Regions from separate parts of the Sus scrofa genome. Here region 2 is linked to region 1. A link is a contact called in public Hi-C data. All regions are on one chromosome and are shown on one strand. The core of a region is the stretch at or near the end of the contact, and the rest is flanking DNA. Distances in the headings are between cores, read along the strand shown. Region 1 holds the start of CSRNP3 (cysteine/serine-rich nuclear protein 3). Region 2 overlaps CSRNP3 (cysteine/serine-rich nuclear protein 3).

What was found. A called contact is a pair of places that touch in the nucleus more often than the background predicts.
Region 2: a Hi-C map of skeletal muscle shows a contact between it and region 1, with 2.1 times the contacts expected there. The contact joins the enhancer-like site here to the promoter of CSRNP3 in region 1. A contact is called at or near these places in 3 of 47 Hi-C or Micro-C datasets (embryonic fibroblasts, heart right ventricle and skeletal muscle) and 1 of 2 datasets of contacts at active chromatin or transcription factors (skeletal muscle).

The regions. Positions count from the first base shown.
Region 1 is chr15:72,039,142-72,043,508 of Sscrofa11.1, forward strand. It overlaps CSRNP3 (cysteine/serine-rich nuclear protein 3), which reads left to right and starts at 1,713. Exons shown (of 9, transcript XM_005671893.3): 1 at 1,713-1,848.
Region 2 is chr15:72,190,859-72,195,376 of Sscrofa11.1, forward strand. The region is part of intron 6 of CSRNP3 (cysteine/serine-rich nuclear protein 3); the gene reads left to right. Among named protein-coding and RNA genes, the nearest start is that of GALNT3, 150 kb to the right of the region's middle. Within about 2 kb of position 2,338, at least 13 of the 83 cell types and tissues checked have an H3K27ac peak or open chromatin away from gene starts, as enhancers often do. A contact at or near this core is called in skeletal muscle, where this site is marked.

The sequences.
Region 1 (4,367 bases), core at 463-2,962:
AACATGCCTATTTGGTCACTGGCCACTCCCACATTATAACTCTCTTGGAATTTCCTTTTTAAGCAATCTTTCCTAGAGACCCAGTATTGGCCTGAGACCAATTTACTCTTTGCCAAAAAAAGTTACTTCTCAGGCCCAATTATCTAGGAAGCTCATAAAATGTGTGCCTTGGCAGGCTGAAGAAAAAAGATATTTTAAGTCAAGTTTTCCAGAGGAACTCTCAGAATTTCCAATCCAAGATCCTGTTTTGGTTGGAAGAAGGTACATAGATAGAAACATTAATAAAGAAGAATGAGGAGTGTTGTCTCTTAAACAACATAGGCAGATTTATTGTATCAGGACCTTCCTATTGGAAATGAAGAGAATGGTAAAAGGAAGGAATCTAGAACTAAGGATCTCCTAAAATGCCCATATTCAACATGCATAGTTGTTGGATAACCTTAAGGAAAGGCCTAAAAGTTAAAGAAAGGATAAAGGTCTCTTTGTGTAGTGTTTCGAATCAGAGAACTATGGCAAAAGTCAGCACAGTCTGACCAAGTGGTTAATCTGGAATCCATGTCAGGTGAAAGCCCGTGAGACTGATAATGACCTAGGACTTTGCTTATTGATACCCAGTTGCCATAATTCTAAGTTGTGTTTTTATCTTCACAACTAGGCAGTAGTTAACCTTTATTCCTATTTTCTCTGCAATTTCCCTGGTATATCTAGTTCCTTTATCTGAGAGACCTTTACACATTTTAACTTCTATTATTCCTTTTAAAGAGAGTGTACAGGTCTTTTTAGGGCCGCACCAGTGCCATATGGAGATTCCCAGACTAGGCGTCCAATCAGAGCTGTAGCTGCTGGCTTATGCCAGAGCCACAGCAACAGCAGGATCCAAGCCACATCTGCACGGCAATGCCAGATCCTTAACCCATTGAGTGAGGCCAGGGATCGAACCCATGGCCTTGCGGATGCTAGTCGGGTTCATTAACTGCTGAGCCACAACGGGAACTCCCAAGAGTGTATGGGTCTTAATCCAAAAGGATTTTCCTGAAATCTACAAAACAAAGTTAGAATACCCAGACATTTTAAAGTTAATTACACATGTCTCTGAATGATCAAGTGCTATTTGCTTCGAACACTTGGTTGAGAAAAGTCATAAAAACCTACCCTACCTATTCGTTTTTATCCTTTATAAGCTTATTCCTTTGCTTTAAATACATTCACAATTGCAAACTGATCTTTGTCAGAAAATAATAACAATAACAATACCAACAATAACATTAATCATGTTGCAGGAGAAGAAGGCTGGAGAGGATGGTCATGTTGCAGGTCTTGAGTGAGTTCCTGGGCTGGGTGGCAAAGTGAGGGTCCTTGGCTTAGCCCAGGAAAGAATTCAAGAGTGGGTCACAGTAAAGTGAAAGCAAGTTTCTTTAGAGAGACACACATTCCAAGGCAGAATGTGGTCCGACTCAGAAGGCTAACGTGGCTGGAAATGTGCGGTGCTTAGTTCTTTTATGGGCTGGATAATTTCTTACCTAAGGAGTAAGTGGAGTATTCTAAGTATTTTGGAGAAGGGGTGTGGGTTTCCAGGAATTGGGCCAATGTCGACTTTTTGCGCTTTTCAGGTCAGCCTCGGAAGCGTCCTGGCGCTGGGGGGTGTGTCGGTCAGTATGCTAATGTATTCCAATGAGTGCGTAAGGACGCTCAGCGTCTACTGGGAAGTCAGATCTTCGCCATCTTGAGCCTGGTCAGTTCTGAGCGCGTTCTGTCCTGTCGTATTTTTCTCCAAGGCTGTGTCATTGTTTTTTAATGGTTGTGCCCTGCCGCCTTCCCTCCTGGCTCAGTGTTACAGCATCCTCCTTGGTAAGATCAGAACGTAAAATCCCCATCTCTTTTTCGTTCCTGCAAATGGAGTCGGGGAGAAAATCCGGGAGGGTGAGAACACTTCAGAATTCTGTGTGAATGAGGGGTTAGGAAATGCAGTGATTTCAACTGGTCTGGTTTAAACTGGATGAAAAATTTAAACTGGATGGAAAAAAGTGGTCTTGGCATTACATTCCCCCTCTATGGGTTGCCCTGAGTCAGTTTAGAGTCAACTGTCAGAAAAGCACGGTGAACCAGCTGCTGCTTTCTCTTATTTTAGGAAAGAGGAAAACCAAAAATTATTCTTTAAAATTTAAGGAAACATAGAACTACCTTTGAACTAATCAAGGACACTTTAAAAAACAGTATTAGGATTTTAAGACCATTTTGAGAAACAAAATTCACCTGAAAATGTTTTATGTTCCAGTCTCTCAGAACACCTGCTACCAATGTCAAATATGTGAATTCCATGGGATATTTGGCCATACCTCACATTACCATGCAACCAGGGCAAGATTTTTCTTGTTCTTTTTGCTATTTTGCAAATAAAACTCTTCTGTTTGCAGTGCGCAACTGTAAGCACTCTTTTGTTCCTGTGTGAGAAGGGCAAAAGAAATGAACTTAAATATTTCATTTATGAAACATTATTTTGTTACTTGCTTTGTTTGCTTCCTGGAAATTCGTATTTAAATAATATTTTTAAAGAAACCTTTGGAAGTAATGTATTGACCTTCATTTTTGTCTTTTGTATAAATAGCCCTGAATTGCTGTGATTTTTTGCCATGATCATGCCAGATTTGTAATAAATATCTGTGTACTGATAAGGAAAGAGTGCCTACCCACAGCACTATCTGGGAGAAATTCCTCCCCAGGGGTTATGGCTGAGATCAACTAAGAGGAAATAAAATGACAAAGCATCTTTCATTTCCATCGTTCCCTCTCAGATGACTACAGAGAACAGGATGTATAGTCCTGTAGTACCCATCACTAAGATTTACAGCGATTGTTCCTTCCTTTCAGATTGCTGTTACTTTCCTCAGTGTTACATACTGTCATTAAATTCTCCACCCTCGCTATTACAGCTTCCATTACCACCCACATGGCACTACGGCTTTATCCATGGGTGGCAGATGTTATCACCATATGTCATCCGATCAATTTTCCATTCAAGGGTAATGTAATGTTTGGGGGAAAGCCAAGTCACACTTTAGAAAAGGCTTTCTCTGTAGTCTTCACCAGTCGTAAATGCAAGCATCCTTTCAACTTCTTGGCTCTGCTGCCTAACCAAAAAATCAGCAGGGATCTTAGGGATGCATTGCATATTTCTCTGTTAGTTGGGCTCTCTCTCGCTATCACCTGCCAAATTGTTTCCTATTAAGGAGTTTGGCTCTCTTTTGCTTTCCTCTGCTTTTATTCTTCTCAGAATATTCTGGACAGAGAATCATTAGCGAGATGAAATACCAAAGGAGATAGTAGTTTCAGGTCTAATTCACAAGGCTGTTACTAGTTTATTTCTAGAATCTATATGTTACCTTCTTGTTCCAAAAGTTGGCAGTGCTCATAGAGTTTGAAATTCTCATTCTGTGTAATTCTAAAGGATAGCCAACACCAAGACAAGATCAATTTATCATTTTTTTTATGATTTGCACATGTTCTTTCCCTCACTCTCTTTTTGTTTTCTTCTTTATGCTCCACATATTCTCTCGACTCCACTTCCTCTCTTGCTGTGGATTATACCTTTCCACATTTATTAAACACTTACTATTTGCCAGTCACTGTGCTTTGCTCAACATATTTAAGTGTTAAAAATACACTTCTAAGTTTTACGAATGTTAAAGATAAACCTTAAATTGCTTTGAAACCAGTCCAGTCTAAATCACTGGATTTCCCATGCATGTTGGGTAATTAAGATGTGGAATGTTTGGGAAAAGAGAAAGTGAAAACAGTTACTTGTTTTTATTGATCATAAAATAATGTCCCTCTCAAGTGCTCAAGCTGTCTCACAGTTTGGTGAAGAATGTTCTCTTTACATATCCACAGTCATCGATATTTTAAAGACTTGGATTATGTCCTTTTTCCATTTTCGTCTTTTTTTTTTTTTTTTTTGGTCTTTTTGCTATTTCTTGGGCCGCTCCCACGGCATATGGAGGTTCCCAGGCTAGGGGTCCAATCGGAGCTGTAGCCACAGGCCTACGCCAGAGCCACAGCAACGCAGGATCCGAGCCGCGTCTGCAGCCTACACCACAGCTCACGGCAACGCCGGATCGTTAACCCACTGAGCAAGGGCAGGGACCGAACCCGCAACCTCATGGTTCCCAGTCGGATTCATTAACCACTGCGCCACGACGGGAACTCCCCATTTTCGTCTTAGAGTTTTGAAGTTATCAAATCTCATGGTCAAACTCATTCGAAATCTGTTAATTTTAATGATCATTTGACTTGTTTTTCTCCAGATACTTTATTTTATGTCTTTCTTAATATATGATAACTAGCAATTACTGTGGCATTTCAAGTGTAGA
Region 2 (4,518 bases), core at 1,088-3,587, 150 kb after region 1:
TAAATCTAAACCATTTGTGTTCTAATAAATTCTCCAGCAGAATACTTCATTGTGATTCATAAAAAAAAAAAAAACCTTGAATTAAGTGAATATATCCTCATGGGATAAATCCATTAAATATAATTTTGGCGTGTCCCACGATGCACCCACATTTTTATTTTGCTACTGTGTTTATCAGAATTTGCACTGAGTCTAGTTGAACGGCATGGACTAAGCGACTTAGCAGCTGTCAATTTCCATTTCCTATCTGCAGAGTAGAAGCCCTTTATCTCACTTGTAGGGCTGTGCCAAGAATTAATGAGATAAAACCTGAAAGAAACACTGAGCACTGTGGTAAACATGTGAAAAATGTTATTTTCCTTTCCTTTTTTGATACTCTAATATTTGACCATTCTTTTCACGTCATACTTAATGCAAATGTTTCTGTCACCTTAAATGTTACAAAAGGACCACCTGAGTGAACTAGATGTTGACAGTGTGGTTAAGCTTGTGTCTTTCTCTGAAAGCCTTCTCTATTGTTATCTGATAATACCATTTCAAGTGATTTAAACCTGGGAATGCCCCACTCCAAAAGACTGATAATGCAATAATAATGTTAAAAGGAAGGCAGCCAAAACTGTCTTTATTGTTTCTTTCTATCACTTAAATCTTCTGTAACTATGTTGGAATATAGATCATTAACCTCCCAGAGTCAGCAAGTTTTGAGTTTCTTTTTTAAGAAAGAATGTAATCATCTATTATGAAGCCTCAGATTGTGGCATTGATAATATTTTGATCTTGTTATTTTAAAAATATTCCTTATGACCCTGCCTGGAAATATTTACTTTATAATTACGGAAAGAAAGAAATCTCTTCTGAGAATTGAAGCTTCTGTTAGTCTTGCTTTATTCAACATTCTAATGCCTCTCTTTGTTTTCTACATAATAACTGTGTTCCCCTAGCTCACAAGCTTTCCAAGACTCCCCCCTGAGAAGAGAATAAAATCCAGTCTCCTGATCACCAGATTTGAGTTTAAAACCAAATTGGTCTATTCTCCTATTACATGTTGAATACTAGGGCTTGTGTCTAATTCCTTTGTTCGTTTTCTCAGAAATGAGACTGGTGCCTGGCATATAGTAGGTTCTCAATAAATAAATCTGCTAAATTTAACTAGTAACTGAAGTATAAACAATACTTCATCTGCAACTACCCACTCTTCATGACTCCCTCCCTGAATGTGTGCTGCCCCTGGCAACCTTGGGGTTCTGGACCATTGAAATCCTACCCACACTTTTAAGGCCCTGCTCCATGAAACCTTTTCTGATCCTTCAATAGCCAAGATTAATTTCTGCATTGAGTTTTCAGAGCATTTCCTACATCTGTTACAGTATTAAATCAATTCATTAATTATATAAGTATTTATTTGTTGTGAAATGTTACGTATAAAATAGATATTGAGCACCTGTTCTGCAGTGTTCTAGGCACTAAAGATACAATAGTGAAAAAGATTGATAAGAGCCCCATTCTTTTTTTTTTTTTTGGTATTTTTAGGGCTGTACCCGTGGCATATGGAGGTTCCCAGGCTAGGGGTTGAATCGGAGCAGTAGCTGCCTGCCTACATCACAGCCACAGCAACACCAGATCCGAGCCACGTCTGTGACCTACACCACAGCTCATAGCAATGCCAGATCCTTAACCCACTGAGTAAGGCCAGGACTGTCCTCATGGATGCTAGTCAGATTCGTTTCCTCTAAGCCACAACGGGAACTCCAAGAGCCCATTCTTACAAAGTTTTTATTCTGACGATCAGAATGATAACAAGTAGACAAATGTGTAACATCACGAAGTAATGTGAACTCTGACAAAAAATAAAGGGGGAAATGGAGTGCAATGGATGGACCTCTCCAGGAAAAGGGCATGTAAGCAGAGACTCAGACTCAGAGGAAGTGTGCAGGGCCTGTGCCAGAGGCTGAGAAGTTAAAGACCATGCAGCATGTGTTGCTCTCAACATCATGAAGAAACTTACCTGTTCAGTGATAATAATTGTACTCCAGTGTCTGGAATATATGCTAACATAACCTGTAGAGGAAAGCCATTCTAGAACTGGTGAGGACTGCCTTGCTATTTTAGGTGCTTCTGTGTTCCCTATATATTGTTATCTTGTGCAGGGAGAAATCATGTGTTGTTCATCTTGGTGTCCCCCAGAGGGCTCACAGTGCCTAATTGTTCTGGGCCCAGCAGGCTGGTAGGTTTGGCAAGTGCAGTCCTGAGCAGAGCCATCCCAGCACTGAGGCTGGAGCTCCTGGCTGGATGTTCTCTGCTGAGGGAGCTGATTGCTCTCCCCTGTGAATTACTGTTCACACTGAGAAGCCTGCGGCAGCGGATCTAATGATGAGAGAACTGCCAAAGCTGTGAGGCCAGGCTGGGCCCCTGGGGTGCTTGTGAGGTCATCCTCTTCCTTTCTGCTTGAAAAGCTGACAGTGATCATAGTGGAGATGAGTGGGCAGAACCCAGAGAAACTCTTAATCTTTTCTCTCCATGTATATAAAAAATATATCTGCATATCACACAGGGCAGTTTTATTCATCCAGGTTGACAAAAAGCCTGCCTCTGTTTTCCTCCCAGGAAAATAAGGAATTTTAAATGGAAACTAAACTCCAAAGTCTTCAAAAACCTTTACCCTCATTTTCAGAGGCACATCTGAGACTTTACTGTCTGGGATAATTGGCTGCTTTAATAAGGAGGTTGGCGTTTGTTGAAGCATAAAGAAAGAGAGCAAGTAAGAAAGAGCAAGTGAGTAATTTGTACACAGATAGAAGCATGGCCACATAGAATGTTGGTACACATGGGGCAAATAGCTATTTTGAATCCCTAATCTTATTTATTATACTATTTACATATGAGGAAATACTATCTTGTCTACAGATAGTATCTCACCTAATGGTGAGAGTAGCCTAGGCTGGTCTAGGTTTTGTGTCAGATGACAGTAGTCATCTCGATGCCGTGGCCATGGTCCAGTGCATCAGGATTGCAGATTCCGTGATTCTGTAGACTTGAAAAATCTGTTTCAGAGTCATAGGTAATTACCACATGACAAAATGTGCAACCTTGCCTCTCTCCCTGGCTCTGCCCTTACTCAGTCTGTATTCACTCTCTCCTTTCCTCCTAAATTGCTCCGCTGAGAGCTGCAAGTCACATGCTTTCATTCCGCAAAACCCTTTGACTCCCTCCAGCTTCTGTTCCCAAACATTCAAACACAGCATGGGAGTAGCAGACTAAAGAGTAAAGAAACCTGGTTTTTGTTGTAACTCAGTTTCCTGAATCAGTGTAAACACATAACACAGTTTTAATAGTATCCCTATAAATATTAGGAAAAAAAATGTCTTCCGTTGGGTCAAATGAACTTTCCTGTTCTTACCAGCTGTGACCAGTGACAAACTCATATGTAAGCAAATTGGCAATTTATGCAGAAGCCACTTAGAAATTGCCTGGGTTATTGGTGTTTAATATATGTTTATTCAGTGAGTTATGCCTGCATAATTGGGTGCATAAATTAGGAGTGTATTCTTGAGGAATTCTTTGGAGGAGTAAATAACATAGCAGGTGATCTGTGTTTTTAGAGATATATGTATGAGGAAAACTGTTCCAACTCCATCTATAAGACATGTGTCTTGAGATGTTTTCCTAGTAATGTTGATATGTTTGCCTTATTCAAGTTCATCTTTCCCATATAGCTCTCATATCTAAGGGCAATGATACATAAGACAGGACAGGTGATTACTGTTTCCATGTACAAACTTGGCTTCACTAGAACCAAATTAGCAAATCAACCAGATACTTATCATAAATGGATATATGACTATAAATCATATACCTATGTTATCTGTATATTTGTTATATGTGTTATTTGTATATTTATATGTTATTTGTATATTTAAATTCTAGCAAAACTTAGACTCAGTGGATATTTTCCCACCCATTCCAAAATTCCATCATACTAATTTGCTACATATATATTTTTTTCTTTTTTTAGGGCTGCACTTGCAGCATGTGGAAGTTCCCAGGCTAGGAGTCAAGTCGGAGCTGCACCTGCAGCCCTACACCAGAACTCACAGCAATGCCAGATCCTTAACCTACTGAGTAGGGCCAGGGATCGAACCTACATCCTCATGGATATTAGTCGAATTCATTACCACTAAGACACAATGGGAACTCCCTACTTTTGTTATTTTTTAAATAGAGAATTAAGCTTTAGTTGACTCATTACCTACAAATTATTTTGGTTTATTACTAGTGCTGGAGCAGAGCACATAGAGATCTGCTTTATGACTGGTGGGACTAAGGGCAGTGACCAGGCAGGACTGCAGTAGAACAGTCAGCAGTCCTTTTTGCAGTACCACAGATATCATGGCATACTGTTCTGATCTAGGCCAAATTTTTGTTTTCTGTTTTTAGTTAAAATGTCTGATATAGTGAAAAGAAGTATGGCAGAAAATATTCTGGGATCAAAGAAATAGGCAGGTCACAGAACTGTGACTC